Regions from separate parts of the Mus musculus genome. Here regions 2 and 3 are each linked to region 1. Evidence: chromatin contacts called from public Hi-C and promoter capture Hi-C data. All regions are on one chromosome and are shown on one strand. The core of a region is the stretch at or near the end of the contact, and the rest is flanking DNA. Distances in the headings are between cores, read along the strand shown. Region 1 holds the start of Nptxr (neuronal pentraxin receptor). Region 2 holds the start of Cbx7 (chromobox 7). Region 3 overlaps Sun2 (Sad1 and UNC84 domain containing 2).

Region 1 (5,072 bases), core at 1,173-3,672:
GTGTCAAGAAAGGCCTGAGATCCACCTCACCTGCTAACTGGCAAATTAGGGCAAAGTGCAACAGTGCACACCTTTAATCCAAGCTCTCTGAAGCTGAGGCAGAGGGATATCTATGAGTTTGAGGCCAACCTGGTCTCTTGAGGAACTTGAGACAGAGTTCCAAGCCTCCAAGGGCTACATAGAAAGACCTTGTCTCAAAAACAAACAAAAACAAACCAGCAAGTCAGCAGGTTTCACAGATGCTGGAGAAAAGTCAAGAATCTCCCCTCTGGGGACGGGGGTGGGGATAGAAGTGGTGGTGGGGGACAAGGGGGATGGGAGTGGGGAGGCAGAGAGAGACTTTATTCACATCAAAACAGGCAGCATTTACTGCATGTAGACAATAGCCCCCAGTGCCTTCATGGAATTATATAGGAACTTAGACACACACTGTAGGTCTGCAGTACAGCCAATACACCGTGAGCTGAGACAGCCTCGGTCTTCTTTTGATGGTCTATCAGCTGACCCACCCCACTGTGGTCCCAGAGATGTGAACTGTACTCTGATCAGCAAGCAAACCTGTTCTCTCCTCAGAGGACAATACAATGTTTTCCAAAGTTGTTACCATGTAGATATCCCTGTAAAGATAGTTGCCAACAGGAGATGGGGTGCCGGCCGCAGGTGTTTAAGCAGGGTGTGTGTGACTTATTAATACCATTGGCTTAATAGTCATGCCAAGCAATTAATAGACTAGTTTAAACAAGATCCACCTCCAGCCCCTGCACTTGTCCACTCAGCTGCCTCGGAACTCCCAGGGTGGCTGACGACACTCAAATTACCTTTGACTGTTCTGCTACTGGGAGTGACTTCCTCTTGGCCTCTCCTGGCATTCCTGGCCCTTGAAGAACATTTTCCATCGGGATTTTTGTCTGCGTGTCTGTCTTCATGGACATACTAGAATCAGCTGGGGTGCTGATATCGTCTCTACCCCTAAGGCTGTAGGGGGCCCAATGCCTGTCATTGCCTCCAAAGATCTGAGGCTAGATCTCCAGTTGTGGATGCTTCCTCTGAGCCGTGCTGCCTGGGCTGGGGTCTCAGGTTATTAATTGTCATCAACGCAGCTCTGGGTGCTCATGATGAGCAGAGCCCGCATTGTGCCTCTCACTAGCATATCTGGACAACAATCCCTGACTCTAGGGTGTGGGTGAGCAGAGGTGACATAACCCCCAGCCTGGAAAATGAAGGGAGTCAGAACGGATGCTCATGGACCTCCAATGGGGTGCCAGTGACCAGGCAAGGTCCCCCAGGATTCTGGAGGTTGCTGCCTCCTCAGAAAGGTCCTGGTCCCCAGTCATGTCCACGTTGGTAGCTGTGGGGAGTCAGAGACTTTTGAGATGGTCAAGACTTGGCTCAGGACTTAGTGAGCCATTACCAGGCTGCAGCGTGAACCTTCATGGCCTCCAGGGGTTCTTCCAGCTCAGGAATCCATCCCAGGCAGAGACAGCCTGCAGAACAGCAGGGCTGAAGCCGGACTGGAAAGGGTGGGAAGATTTTTAACGTTTTTCATTGCAAAGTTAATTTTCAACAGAATATATATAGAGGCATTTTAGGCACGATAAAGTAAAACCTACACACATAGCCCACTCCTGCCTGGTCTTGGCGCCCACCAGCTTGCATCCCACCTGCCATTCTGACAGAGGCTGCAGCGAGCTAGGGGATTATCCTCTGGCAACTTTGATGCTTGCAGACCTAAGGGCTCAGATGGGGTGCTTGGAGCAGAGCGAACCTGCTCTTCTGGAAAGAGGAGGTAGCAGGTGACACTCAGGTGACCACAGCAGAAACAGATTAGGCCTCCTCACCCTCGACTGCTGTCTCTTTGATCGCTAGCTTTCACCTTAGTAGTCCTGTCCAGGCAGATGTGGCTCACCTCAATGCTGCTTCAAATGCATTCTAGCTGTGACCTTGGGCTGCCACTTGGCCTCAGTTTCAGAGGGTCTCAGTTTCCTCTTTGTTATCAGGAGCATGTTCAGGCTGAGGCTTAACTACAACGGAGCCGGCATCACGCTGAGCCCAGGGCCCTCAGTTTCCTCATTTGTATCTTGAACGTGTTCAGACTGGTGTTAACTGCAACCGAGGCTGCAGCGTGCTGAGGCCAGAGCCCCGCAGGGACACAGCTATGGGCATTCCGGGGGGCGGGAGGACCCGGAGAGGACCAGAGGCCAGGACGCAGGGTCGCCTTAGAACCCAGCCGCCACGTAGCCATCCAGTCACCTCCTTCTGAGTGAGATGAAGCCCTGGGCGTGGCGCACGCAGTCGGGCTCCCGGCACGGAACGGGTGCGGGGCTGGGCTTCGGCCGGCCCCGGGGGAGCGAGTGGGGCGGGGCCGCCGCGCCCGCCTTCTCCTCCTCCTCCCGCCGCGCGGGCTCAGAGCGGCGGCAGTAGCGGCCGCGGCGACAGCTCCGGCTCCCACTCCGGCTCCCGTTCCGGCTCCCGCGCTCCCGGGCCCTGCGCCCCGACCCCCGCCGCCGCGCCTGCCGGGGGCCTCGCGCGCCCCCTCCGCGCCTCACGCTGAAGTTCCTGGCCGTGCTGCTGGCCGCGGGCATGCTGGCGTTCCTCGGTGCCGTCATCTGCATCATCGCCAGCGTGCCCCTGGCGGCCAGCCCCGCTCGCGCGCTGCCCGGCGGCACCGACAACGCCTCGGCCGCCTCGGCCGCCGGTGGCTCGGGTCCGCAGCGCAGCCTGAGCGCCCTGCACAGCGCAGGCGGCTCGGCCGGGCCCTCGGTGTTGCCCGGGGAGCCCGCGGCCAGCGTCTTCCCGCCGCCGCCCGTGCCGCTGCTCAGTCGCTTCCTCTGTACGCCGCTGGCCGCCGCCTGCCCGTCGGGGGCCGAGCAGGGGGACGCGGCAGGCGAGCGCGCAGAGCTGTTGCTGCTGCAGAGCACCGCGGAGCAGCTGCGCCAGACGGCGCTGCAGCAGGAGGCGCGCATCCGCGCAGACCGGGACACCATCCGCGAGCTCACCGGCAAGCTGGGCCGCTGTGAGAGCGGCCTGCCGCGCGGCCTCCAGGACGCCGGGCCCCGCCGCGACACCATGGCCGACGGCGCCTGGGACTCACCTGCGCTGCTGCTGGAGCTGGAGGACGCGGTGCGCGCGCTGCGAGACCGCATCGAGCGCATCGAGGTGAGTGGTGCGCCGTCGGGGGACACGGGGTGGAGGGGCCCTGCTCAGCCTGCGGCGCGGGGGTCCCGGGTCCCTGGAGCTGCGGTCGGGTCACCTGAAGCATGCCCCTGGCAGGCACCATGGAAGTGTTCTGGTCCGAATCGCCGGTGGGAACCTGGCACGGTGATCGGGGCACGAGAATGGGAGAACGGCGTCCACTTGTAGTGAAAATTGATTGAGATGCAGGTGTGGGGATGTTTGGCACATGGTCTCCTTAGATGCTCTCCTCGGGAACCTAGAGCAGCTCCCACCCCGTACTCACTACCTTTAGGAGTACCGTTAGCTGTCTTGGCAAGCCCAAGAGTGCCTCATTAGCACCAACCTGCACGCCTGCATCACCTCTCATCCCCGGGCCACGCCCAGCTTTATGTACCTGAAGCTCTGAACTCTTGGGGTAAATCAGCGGATGACTCCTCAATAGGGGTGTACTTAGCTCCCTCCGCCTCCTTTTCCAGGTCAGATACAAGGAGTCCCCGGGGAGTAGGGACCCTTCTCGGGTTTGTGTGTGATGCTAAGGCATTGACTGATTATGCCTATGGTCCCTTTCCTCTCTGTTACAAATTCCCAGTCTGGGGACAAATAGATAAGATAGATTGAGCAGGACAAACAGACAGGAAAGCCTTGGCCATTCCCAGACATGGACTGATTTCCAGACACGGAATAAATCCTCGAAGGAGGGGCGAGATAGGGCTGATGCTGTGGCCCCAGCCTCCTCCCCCAGGCTGTAGCTGGGCAAGGCAAGGGTGAAGTGAAAGCATGGACAAATTAAATGGGCAGAGAGAGCATGTATAGGGCTCCAAGTTCAAGCTGAGGAGATACCTGTGGGAAGGTTGTAGGCTCCATCCCAGCAGACCACCATGAAGTCAGCTGCTTGAACCCCCACCTTCAGAGTTATCAGACCACAGTCTCCTCATACCACCTCCAGGGCTTCCACTCCCTTTATGGAGATAAGAAAATCCATTTCAAACCTCCTGAGCTGAGTGGCAGAGAGAGAGAGAGAGAGAGAGAGAGAGAGAGAGAGAGAAAGAGAGAGAGAAAGAGAGAGAGAGAGAGAGAGAGAGAGAGAGAGAGAGAGAGAGAGAGAGAGGACAAGCCAGGCAAGTACCCTGCTTCTCGGCCCAGGGGTGAAGTTCTTAAAGCCAAAAGCAGTGGAGGGGGGTGGGGAACAGATAAAAGCTGCAGGGGAGGGGAGCCTCAGTCTTCTCACCTGTAAAATGGGCATCATGACACTATACATCTCACCAGACAGACACTCCAGTGGCAAAGGTATAAGCAAACACATAAATAGGAGCAAATTCTCCCTTTAAGATTGTACTAATGTAAGAATCATTTGAGTTTTCCCTCAACTTTCTCTCCATGCCCTAGCCCTGGCACCAGAGATGGCACAGGTGGCTCCTCCCACGGCTGTGACTGGCACGGCTGTGCTGACCCTGCTCCCTGGCACCTGGCTCTTGTCCAGGTAGGCTTCCCTGCAGTGGGCCTGCCGAGGCTGAGGGATCCTGGCAGCAGGGACTTGGCAGTAGGTCAGCTTCTCAGGCTTGGGGGCATCCCCCCCCACCCCCCTGCTTCTCCACATTCCCCTTCTCCTATTTGCCGAGTGAGACAGACATGGTCTGGTCTCTGATCCTGGCAGCAGCCAGAGTCAATGCCCTAGGGTCACACTGCCACTCTCAGTGGGGGGCTCATGCACTTCTTGGCCACTGCCTGGTCTCTCCCCCTCTTTTCTCATTCAGTGTAGGTGAAAACCCCAGGTTTACAGGGTCTGCTGTCACAGCTGTAGTAGTACCCTGAATGCGCTCTTGCTAATGTCCCCAGAGGTGATAAACTGAAGGGGGTTTTTCACTCTTTGCCTTGCTGACACCCCATCAGTCCTCTGA
Region 2 (5,072 bases), core at 1,728-4,227, 130 kb before region 1:
TAAAAAAAAAAAAAAAAAAAAAAAAAGCTGGGCTTGGTGGCAATCCTGTAATCCAGAGGCTGGAGGCCAGTGACCGTCACATTCCACACTTAGCTCACCAGGGAGGGGGCCCATTAATCTTTATTCCTCATTGGAATGATTTTTTTTTTTTTTGTAAATGGCTTCCTCATATAATCAAGATTTCCAATACTCTGTAGATTCTTCACTTTTTTATCCTTGGTGTTAGCTAGTTGTATTCTCTCTCTCTCTCTCTCTCTCTCTCTCTCTCTCTCTCTTCTTGGTTATTTTTCCCAGAGGATTGTCAACACTGTTAAATCCTTTCTAAAGAAATAAAATAAAAATCCCAGCACTCTGGAGGCAGAGGCCGGCAGACTCTGTGAGTTCCAGGCCAGCCTGGTCCACAGAGTGAGTTCCAGTACAGCCAGGGCTACACAGAAACCTTGTCACTAAAAACCAAAAGAAGAAAAGAAGGAAAACTGTAGAAGCTGTAGAAAAGTCCATTAGTCAAGGTTACAAATCTCGTTAAAATTTCCGGTCTCTTACGGTCTCTTACTATTTTTCTGCTGGTCTGTTGAGGGCGGGGAGTAAACCTCTGACTCTAATTTGTGGATTCCTGTGGTTTTGTGTGTGTGTGTGTGTGTGTGTGTGTGTGTGTGTGTGTGTGTGTGTGTGTGTTCTTCCCCCACCCCTTCAGCTGTGGTGTTTTGCATGCCAATTCGAAGCCTTTCTCCTGGTAAAGCGGTCCCTTTATTTAGAAGGGGCTTCCTTTGTGTTTGTGATGCGTTTTTTCCCTCATATTTAAATGGCCCCGCCAGCGCCAGTCTCCATCCGGTTACTATCCCTCCTTTACAAACACCCCTTTCGTATTTACTTTGTGCAAACTGCATCAGCTGGGCAATTTCATGCAGCTTCATTTTTTTTTTTAATTGGCCCCAGTATTAGTTCCCTACGTTTACTGAATCACAGAACATTTGAACTTAAATCATGTGTTTATTTTTCTCTCTTCTTGCTTGGTTGCTTTTCTTGGTGTTTCTAACCTTGGCAACTTGTATTCTTAACGGATTTTTTTATTTTGCTCCGGGGTGTGTGTAAGGATATTAGAATACTTGAACTCCGCTCGCTGGGGTTACTCTGCCTCTTGTTAATTTCCCATCTTTTTTTGTGGTGGGGGTCGGGGGGGGGGACGCGGTTTCTGCCTTTTTTTTTTTTTTTGCCACCAGCGTTTTCATCGTCTCTTCCTCATTGCATCAGACCTCAGACCCCTCTGTCCTCCGCCCCACCCCCAGACTTCCCTGAGCCCTGCTTGTCTTGTTCTTGGGTTGGAATTCCCCTTAGGGATAGGGGAATTTCTAGGGTCTGTATTCGTAAATATCTTCATTGTACATTTGTTCTTAGTAGATGTTTCCATGGAATATTATAGTTCTCGGATGGTGGTAATTTTCTCTGGGGACAGGGACATGTCATCCCCTGCCTTCTGGCTTCCTTTGCACTTGATTTGAAAAAAAAAAAAAAAAAGCTCAGGTGCCAATGTAACATTCTTTTTCTCTTTTTTTTCTTCGCCAGACATAGGTGCTTAGAGTTTATTCTAAGAATAGGGAACCCCAGAATGCTTCTAAGCACTGAGTGACTCGGTCGGGTCTGGTGGTAGAAAGCGCACTGCGATCACTGGGCCCCGTGGGGGAGGGGATTGTTGCTAAGAATCCAGGCTGTGGGGGGTGGTGATGTTGAGGGGGAAGCCCTGAGTCTCCTCCAGAAGGTCAGAACAGCAGGAATTAGGAGGAAATGGGAGGAGTTGGGGACGACTCGGACCTGTCCTCAACAATGCCGAAAACTGAAAAGGCTTGGTGCTGGCTCCGGGGTGAGGACTTTTTTCCTTCCACATTTAGTTGAGGCAAACGGTCAGCAAACCAAGGGCGAGGTGGAAAAACCACTGGAGTCCAGGCTGTTGTGGGATCTGCAGACGGCAAAAGTGGGTCTCCACCTGCGACGAGGTGTTAGCAGCGCCTAGCCTGGTCCCTCAGGGAAGGGCGCTCGCGGTGCGTTTTCGCATCACCTACTAAGACTGGTTTGGGTTGATGGGTGGAAGCGTGCTTGGAGCGGGGGACTCAGAGGCACCTGTTCAGGCCTGCTTAGACTACGTACTCCGGGTGGAAAGCTTTGCTGTCTGTCCCTCCTGCCGCGCGGACCCGGCCGGACCTTGTCTCCTTTGTAGGAAAGGAAACTGGCTGTCCTAAAATTCACTGTTTTGAACAAAGTGGCCTCGAACTCATAATGATATGCCTGGCTCTACCTCCCGAGTGCTGGGATTAAAGGCATAAAGTACTACCTCCAACTTTAAAGGTTTTGTCTTATTTCTGAATAAATACTTATGTGTATGAGTGGTTGTTAGCCTGCGTGTACGTATGTGCACACTGTGTATGAGTACATCAGAGGATAGTATGGAATTCCATGGAGCCACAGTTGTGAACCATAATGTTGGAGGTGGGAACCAACCCAGGTCCTCTGAAAGAGCAGAAGTGCTATCTCTCCAATCCTTGTTTCAATGTATTTATTTGTGACAGGGTCTTACATAGCTAAGGTTGGCCTTGAACTCCTGATCTTCCTGCCTCAGCTGTCTAAATACTGAGATTACTTGCTTGCTAATCTCGGCTTTAAGGCCACTTCATTTCGGACCTTCTCAGTCTTTAGGGGGACTTGGGAAGACTGATCACGTCCAGCCCAGAAGCCGAACTGAGAGATGGGATGGACCTTAGACTGCCAGGAGCATCAGACCTGCTGCCAGCTGCCCAATTTGGTCAGCAGGCGGGGTTAAGGAGTAGGGCGTGGCTCCGGCAGCGAGGGGGCGGAGCTGACCCTCTGGGCGCTTTCAGAGGCACGCGCGCGCGCACCCGCTCTCTGGCGCTGGGGAAAACGTTGCGCAGGTTCAAAAATGGAACGTCGGCGGCGTGAGGGAACACTAGGGGGTGTGCGCGCGTGCGCGTGCGCGCCCGGACGAGCCTGACGGGGTCCCCGCCGTCCCGAGCATCGCGCGCAGCCGCCGCGGCCCCGCAGCTCCACCCCCGGCCCAGCCCGGTCCGGTCCTGGGCCCACTCGCCCGCCGCCCCGCATGGAGCTGTCAGCCATAGGCGAGCAGGTGTTTGCGGTGGAGAGCATCCGGAAGAAGCGCGTGCGGAAGGTGAGGCTGCTCGGGGGCGGCTCCCGGGACAGGGCGAGGTTGCCTCCCGCTCCTCAGCACCGCCCACTCCAGGTTGGGCAGAGCAGAAAGTGGTGCAGGGGTGACCTGGGGACCCTGGGCTGCCTGGCGGGTCTCCACATCCTGTTCCTCACTTTCCCCACCACTATGTAGGGCCAGTAGAGTTAAAGTTGTTGCCCTCGGATGTTGGTGCATCCGAGGCCACCTGGGATGGAGATGAAGATAGGACTAGAGATCCTGAGTTCTATTCCGTCTCGTTCCCTTTACGCTCACTTTCGAGGAGACTAAAGCTCAAGTTGATGAAGCAACTTGCCAGTGCGTTAGAGTCAAAGTGAGTCTCGAACTCGGCTCTCTGGATATTTAGTACCAAGTCCTTTGAAGTTGGCCGCAGAGCTTTAGGAAAGTCTCCTGTGGCCTCTGAAGTTTTCTTATTGGACTTTGACCTTCCCGATCCCAACCCCCCAGGGCACACCTTTCTTCTCCGCTCCCATTCCTCCCCTCCCCCAACCTTCCAGCCGGGTGCTGCTGCCCTGAAGCCTGGGCCACTGTTGTTGGGACATCCTCAAAGCTCCTCCCACCTCTGCCAAGGCCTTACACTTACACACACACACACACACACACACACACACACACACACACACACACACACACACACACACCCTGAGATTTAAGGAGGTGGTTTTGCCGCGCTTAGGGCCGCACACCTCAACCTGCAGTTTCCTGTCCAGACCTCAAGTCTGCGATCTTTGTGCACGTGCTTGCTGATGGGCTCTTCCCAGAGTGAACTTGGAGCTGGCCATATGCAATGAAAAGAGTTCCTGTCCTGGATCTAAGGGAGGGTCCCCTCTCCTTTTCTCCTTGCCATCTGTTTCGGAGGCTCCTGAAGCCACCTTTTTTCCATTTGGCTTAAGTGCAGGCATGAGAGTGTCTGCTGTAGCATCCTCAGCACGGGTTCCGGTGGGCCCAAGGTAGGTGGCTTGGAGCTTGGCGATCTATTGATTAGGGCTGCTTTCTTTCCTTGCTGTTTCTCGGTACTAGACTGAAGCGGGTATAGACATCATCTCCTCTAACAAGGAACAGAGAGGTGGGTCAGACAGGGGACTCATTCGCTCAACTCAGCACTCCCAAATCTCTACCGAGGCGGCAGTGTACTCTAGAGCTCAAGGCTCCCTTTTCTCTCTCAGAACTGGCTTTCTGGCAGAGGACAAGGATGCAGGATGAACGAAGGATGCAGGAGAAAGGAAAGGTGGATGCCTTTGGTGGACAAAGGCTTTTCATAAAGAGCTGTCCACTGCGTGGTGCTGGGGGGGACTCTTTGGCAAGGTGGATCAGAGAAGAGGAACTCAAAGCTCTCCCATGTTGATATTTCATCCAGTGCATGGTGCTGGATGAGACACTTAGAGACCCCTTTCCCTTGAGGCTCCAATTTCTAACAAGTGGAGGGCCTGCTGGGCTGCCTCTACCTGAGGCTTTTTTTTTTTTTTTTTGAAAGTGAGGAATCATGGTCCTGGCATGGTGGTCCTTCAGCCACCGCACAAGGCTCTACATGCACAGTCCCATGTGGTCTCAGTTTCTCTAGGATTCCAGGGATGTCTGGGACCAGATAATACTCCCGTGGGGCAGCAAGGAGGCCTGTAGGGATGTCGCATGGTAGCCAGAGTTTTGGGGGGTATTGACTCCAGGTTGACAATCTTGAGGTTCACAGGTTGGTGATACTGTGTTGTGGCAGAGGGTCCTATTGTCCCGCAGGTGGTGGTAGAGTATGTATGTCTCACCCTATCTCCTTTCTTTTTTTCACAGGGCAAAGTTGAATATCTGGTGAAGTGGAAAGGATGGCCCCCCAAGTAAGAGTCCTTTGTGTGTCCCCTGTCTGTCATCC
Region 3 (5,072 bases), core at 906-3,405, 75 kb after region 1:
TCCCTCTCCCAGCTGTGTTTCCCTCCACGTGGGGATCTGATGGTGACAACATGTTGAGGGGGGCTGGAGGTGGGGGAGCCCTCCTGCAATGCATGCCCAGGATCTCCTGCCAGATGCTGCAGCTACCAGCCATGTCCCAGCTGGTTTTGCCCTGTTTGTGTTTCCCTAGAGAGACTTTCACTACCACTGGCTGTCCTGGAACTCCCTCTGTAGAACAGGCTGGCCTTGAACTCATAAAGACCCACTTGCTCTGCCTCCCGAGTGCTGGGATTAACAGCCTGTGTCACTATGCCCAGCTGCCCTATCCCAGCTGTTCCAGTGGCCATACTCGGGAAGCCTGTGGTGTGCTGCCCTGGGCCCATGCTCTGTCTTTCCTCTGGCCCACCAGGCTGAGCATCGCATACTCGGGAAGCCTGTGGTGTGCTGCCCTGGGCCCATGCTCTGTCTTTCCTCCGGCCCACCAGGCTGAGCAGCGCATACTCGGGAAGCCTGTGGTGTGCTGCCCTGGGCCCATGCTCTGTCTTTCCTCTGGCCCACCAGGCTGAGCAGCGCATACTCGGGAAGCCTGTGGTGTGCTGCCCTGGGCCCATGCTCTGTCTTTCCTCTGGCCCACCAGGCTGAGCAGCGCATACTCTGGAAGCCTGTGGTGTGCTGCCCTGGGCCCATGCTCTGTCTTTCCTCCGGCCCACCAGGCTGAGCAGCGCATACTCGGGAAGCCTGTGGTGTGCTGCCCTGGGCCCATGCTCTGTCTTTCCTCTGGCCCACCAGGCTGAGCAGCACATACTCGGGAAGCCTGTGGTGTGCTGCCCTGGGCCCATGCTCTGTCTTTCCTCTGGCCCACCAGGCTGAGCAGCGCATACTCGGGAAGCCTGTGGTGTGCTGCCCTGGGCCCATGCTCTGTCTTTCCGGCCCACCAGGCTGAGCAGCGCATACTCGGGAAGCCTGTGGTGTGCTGCCCTGGGCCCATGCTCTGTCTTTCCTCTGGCCCACCAGGCTGAGCAGCGCATACTCGGGAAGCCTGTGGTGTGCTGCCCTGGGCCCATGCTCTGTCTTTCCGGCCCACCAGGCTGAGCAGCGCGTTCTCTCCCGGGTTCACTCTCTGGAGCGGCGTCTGGAAGCCCTTGCTGCAGACTTTTCCTCCAACTGGCAGAAGGAGGCCATACGGCTGGAACGCCTGGAGCTGCGGCAGGGGGCTGCTGGCCATGGAGGAGGCAGTAGCCTGAGCCATGAAGATGCCCTGTCTCTCCTAGAAGGGTTGGTGAGCCGCCGCGAGGCTACCCTGAAGGAGGACTTGCGCAGGGACACAGTGGCTCATATCCAGGTGGGAGAACATTGTTGCCTGGAGGTGGGGTGGCACATTTCATAAAGGCAATGCCATAGAAAACCCTGACAGTCATGTGGGATGTAGGAGGCCCCATGGGGCCCGGGGGAGATGGTAGTGTGTCACTTAGGGCCATTTGCCAGGTGCCCTGTCAAGATGAAGATGATCCGTCTTCCATGGTGAGAGACGTGTCAGGCACAGGTGGTATTCCTTGTATTTCAGAGCCTTGTAGATAAGACCAGGAGCTGAAACTCCCGGAAAAAACCCTAGAAGGAACCCAGTTAGACCATGTCTAGTCACAAGTATTCCGAGGGCAGCTGTCAAACCCTCTTGGTGTGGTGGTGCACACCTTTAATCCCAACACTTCACTTAGGTAGAAGCAGGGAGATCTCTGAGTTCAAGGCCAGCCTTGTCTACAGAGGGAGTTCTGGGATAGTCATAACTATATAGAGAGATGCTGCCTCAAAAGAAAACAAGAAGAAGAAGAAGAAAAAAAAAACACCCAAAACAACCAGTCCTCATATCTGGTAGGAAGAATTGGCTACCCTGAGGGCAGAGCATCACCAAGACTCGGAAGATCTCTTCAAGAAGATCGTCCAGGCCTCTCAGGTCAGTGGGCTAGGCATGCAGCCCTGCACTGGGATCTCACCCAATTACATCTGTCCTTGGTTCTACCATGGATACTGCTGGGATGTTGAGTAGAGGGGGGTGGGATAGTCTCATGCCTTCTCTGGGGCCTGAACTTGCCTTGGACAGACGGTCCACAGTGACCCCGGGATGTGCATGGTGCAAGGGTGGTGTCTGTGCTGAGTGTGTTGTGCTCAGTGAACATAACCTAGGTGGGAATGAGTCTGATAAGGGCTGAGACTCACAGGACTTCCCCTGCTTTGATCTTTGCTGAAAGCGCTGGGGCACCCGTTCAAGGTCGTGGTTAAGCAAACACTCCCATGTAGAACTCTCAGACTTCTCTGAACTCATCTTGGCTTATTCTTGCCCTTTCTTGCTGCTCTTAGGAGTCCGAAGCCCGAGTCCAGCAGCTGAAGACAGAATGGAAAAGGTAATGGCAGCCACCTGGCCATGGCCTGCTCTGCCACCCCGTTAGGGTTCTGCCTGGTTGACTGAGACTTAGCTTAGGATCCTGCCTATGGCCTCTACGGTACAAGGCAGGTTGGTAAGGCCTTGGGGAGGCAGGGACAGGCACGGCAGTGAAACTGGAGCCTGTGGGCTGGTCTTTTCTGTATGCCTTCTGCTCTTATGACCTAGATGTGAAGGCATGGCAGGCTGTGGCATTGTGAACTGTGCTGTCCAAGCCTACAGAGAATCAGGTCAGAATTAGCTGTGAGACAGGCAAACCCAAGCTCCTGGGCTGTGTTCTACTGCCAGACTCCAAGGGCAGCCCTGGCACTTCACACACAGTGATGGGCTTCCAGCTTATGACAGGAGTCAGTCAGGGGTCCCTCATCCTTCCTCAGTGTGGCCTTACCTTGCTTCCCTCCATCTGGAACTAGCATGACCCAGGAGGCCTTCCAGGAGAGCTCTGTGAAGGAGCTGGGACGGCTGGAAGCCCAGCTGGCCAGCCTGCGGCAGGAGCTGGCTGCCCTGACTCTGAAGCAGAACTCGGTGGCAGATGAAGTGGGCCTGCTGCCACAGAAGATCCAGGCTGCCAGGGCTGATGTGAGCGGGAAGTACCCAGAGCCCTACTAATCACCTCCCCTCTGAGACCACCTGCCTGGGAGGGGGCATCTGTCAGCTGGAGCAGCGTCTTTGGCCTGTTGTTCTAGAGGCGCATGCATGGCTGATCTGATGCAGGCCTAGGCTCTTGGGGAAAATGCTTTCCAATCCCAGTCTCTGTTCCCTGGAGAGTTCCTAGCCTCTAACACCTCTCTCAGGGGCTCCAGCCTTCCCTTCCAGCTCTGCTTCCTCCTCCAGTGACAGCCCACCCACCCTGTCATAGCTGCCCCTGCCATTAGTGCAAGCTTCTGAGTGACACTGCCTTTGTCTGTAGGTGGAATCCCAGTTCCCTGACTGGATCAGGCAGTTCCTTCTTGGAGACAGGGGTGCGCGCAGCGGGCTCCTGCAGAGAGATGAGATGCACGCTCAGCTGCAGGAGCTGGAGAACAAGATCCTTACCAAGATGGCTGAGATGCAGGGCAAGTCAGCCAGGGAGGCCGCAGCGTCCCTGGGACAGATACTGCAGAAAGAAGGCATAGTTGGGGTGACAGAGGAGGTAAGGGATGACTGTTCCCCCAACACGCTGCCTCTCCCCTGGAAGTCTCACACTGCCAGCTCTTCATGTGTGTTAGGACATGATAGACCCTCCTGGCTGGAGGTTCAGGTGTAGATTCTGGGCTCAGTGTGTGTGGGTGGTGGAATGAACAAAGCCTGCTTGGGTACTACTGGTGCCAGTTCAGCAGGGCCAGTTCATGGATATGCACGCAGTACCTGGTATGCCCCAATCACATCCCATGTCTGCCTGGGGCATGTTTTAGCAGGTGCACCGGATCGTCAAGCAGGCCCTGCAGCGCTACAGTGAGGACAGGATTGGAATGGTGGATTACGCCCTGGAATCAGGAGGTGTGTGTGCCTTCACCAATTCACCGTATCCTGGTCCTTACACTGGCGAGGCCCCAGGTCTGCCAGGCAGCACAGTGCTAAGCACACAAGGCTTGACACCAGCACAAACTAGACTCCCATCCAAGGCAAGGGTGGCTGAGGGAAGCCATGAGCCAGAGTGGACCCCTGGCTGGGAATGGCTCTGTGAGACTAGGTTAGAGCTAAGGGGTGGGCCTGAGGAACTTGTTCCCATGCTCTCTAAGGCAGGCAGTAGCAGTCTCTTCCCTGGCCGCCTTTTTAGTCCTGGAACCACTACCTGAGTAGTGGGCCAACCCACTTTGAGATTTAAAATCGTTCTTTCCTGTGACAGGAGCCAGTGTTATCAGCACCCGCTGCTCTGAGACTTATGAGACCAAGACGGCACTCCTCAGCCTCTTTGGCATCCCCCTGTGGTACCACTCCCAGTCACCTCGGGTCATTCTGCAGGTGGGCACTCTAAACACAGTGGGGGATGCCCGTCTCAGTCAGCCACAGATGGATTAGAGGCCCTGTTCTGACATGCCTCCCACCCCCTCCAGCCAGATGTGCACCCAGGCAACTGCTGGGCCTTCCAGGGGCCCCAGGGCTTTGCAGTGGTCCGCCTCTCTGCTCGAATCCGACCTACAGCCGTTACCTTAGAGCACGTGCCCAAGGCCTTGTCACCCAACAGCACTATCTCCAGTGCTCCCAAGGACTTCGCCATCTTTGTGAGTACCTGATCTTCAGTGGGCTATGTGGGGTCTTTGCTGAGAGTCACACTGAGGTGGCTCTGGCAGTGAGAGGTTTAAAAGAGAGCCAGGGAGAGACCATGATGTACGAGGGAGGTGGTCCTCCCTGACTCCTCCCTGTCTGCTTTTCTGTAGGGCTTCGATGAAGACCTGCAGCAGGAAGGGACACTTCTTGGCACGTTTGCCTACGACCAGGATGGGGAGCCCATCCAGACCTTCTATTTCCAGGTACAGGGCTGTGTGCTTGTGGGATGGTGCCTCACACTCCCAGTCAACAGTAGACATCTTCTAGGATCCAGTATTTGCACTACCCGGCAGAGGAATCAGGGATGGGCCTATCTTCCTACCCTGCCTTACTTCAGGGTATAGGGTGGAGATGACCCTCTCCTGTCAGTGACACAGATGGCAGCATCCAGAGCTTTCTGATCAGG

Evidence for each region. A called contact is a pair of places that touch in the nucleus more often than the background predicts. Capture Hi-C pulls out chosen DNA fragments and counts their contacts.
Region 2: a promoter capture Hi-C map of adipose tissue shows a contact between it and region 1. The contact joins the promoter of Cbx7 here to the promoter of Nptxr in region 1. A contact is called at or near these places in 3 of 39 promoter capture datasets (the 3T3-L1 cell line, erythroid cells and hippocampal neurons), 1 of 15 datasets of contacts at CTCF or cohesin (large pre-B cells), 2 of 484 Hi-C or Micro-C datasets (embryonic stem cells and liver), 10 of 115 datasets of contacts at active chromatin or transcription factors (cardiomyocytes, craniofacial prominence, embryonic forebrain and 4 more) and 3 of 9 other capture datasets (adipose tissue, liver and pancreatic islet).
Region 3: a Hi-C map of CD8 T cells shows a contact between it and region 1, with 2.4 times the contacts expected there. The contact joins the enhancer-like site here to the promoter of Nptxr in region 1. A contact is called at or near these places in 11 of 39 promoter capture datasets (the 3T3-L1 cell line, 3T3-L1-derived adipocytes, the C10 cell line and 6 more), 5 of 484 Hi-C or Micro-C datasets (CD8 T cells, embryonic stem cells, mammary gland and 2 more), 4 of 115 datasets of contacts at active chromatin or transcription factors (CD8 T cells, embryonic stem cells and pancreatic cancer cells) and 4 of 9 other capture datasets (adipose tissue, embryonic stem cells, liver and 1 more).

What each region holds. Positions count from the first base shown.
Region 1 is chr15:79,802,059-79,807,130 of GRCm38.p6, reverse strand. Nptxr (neuronal pentraxin receptor) reads left to right here and starts at 2,422. Exons shown (of 5, transcript NM_030689.4): 1 at 2,422-3,156. The coding sequence starts at 2,548. The region is part of intron 5 of Npcd (neuronal pentraxin chromo domain); the gene reads left to right.
Region 2 is chr15:79,930,551-79,935,622 of GRCm38.p6, reverse strand. Cbx7 (chromobox 7) reads left to right here and starts at 2,977. Exons shown (of 7, transcript NM_144811.3): 1 at 2,977-3,175; 2 at 4,994-5,037. The coding sequence starts at 3,107.
Region 3 is chr15:79,726,339-79,731,410 of GRCm38.p6, reverse strand. It overlaps Sun2 (Sad1 and UNC84 domain containing 2), which reads left to right. Exons shown (of 18, transcript NM_001205345.1): 9 at 1,067-1,321; 10 at 1,853-1,930; 11 at 2,335-2,378; 12 at 2,830-2,995; 13 at 3,327-3,548; 14 at 3,811-3,895; 15 at 4,245-4,360; 16 at 4,453-4,620; 17 at 4,777-4,869. Among named protein-coding and RNA genes, the nearest start is that of Sun2, 14 kb to the left of the region's middle. Within about 2 kb of position 2,155, at least 39 of the 459 cell types and tissues checked have an H3K27ac peak or open chromatin away from gene starts, as enhancers often do. A contact at or near this core is called in 3T3-L1-derived adipocytes and CD8 T cells, where this site is marked.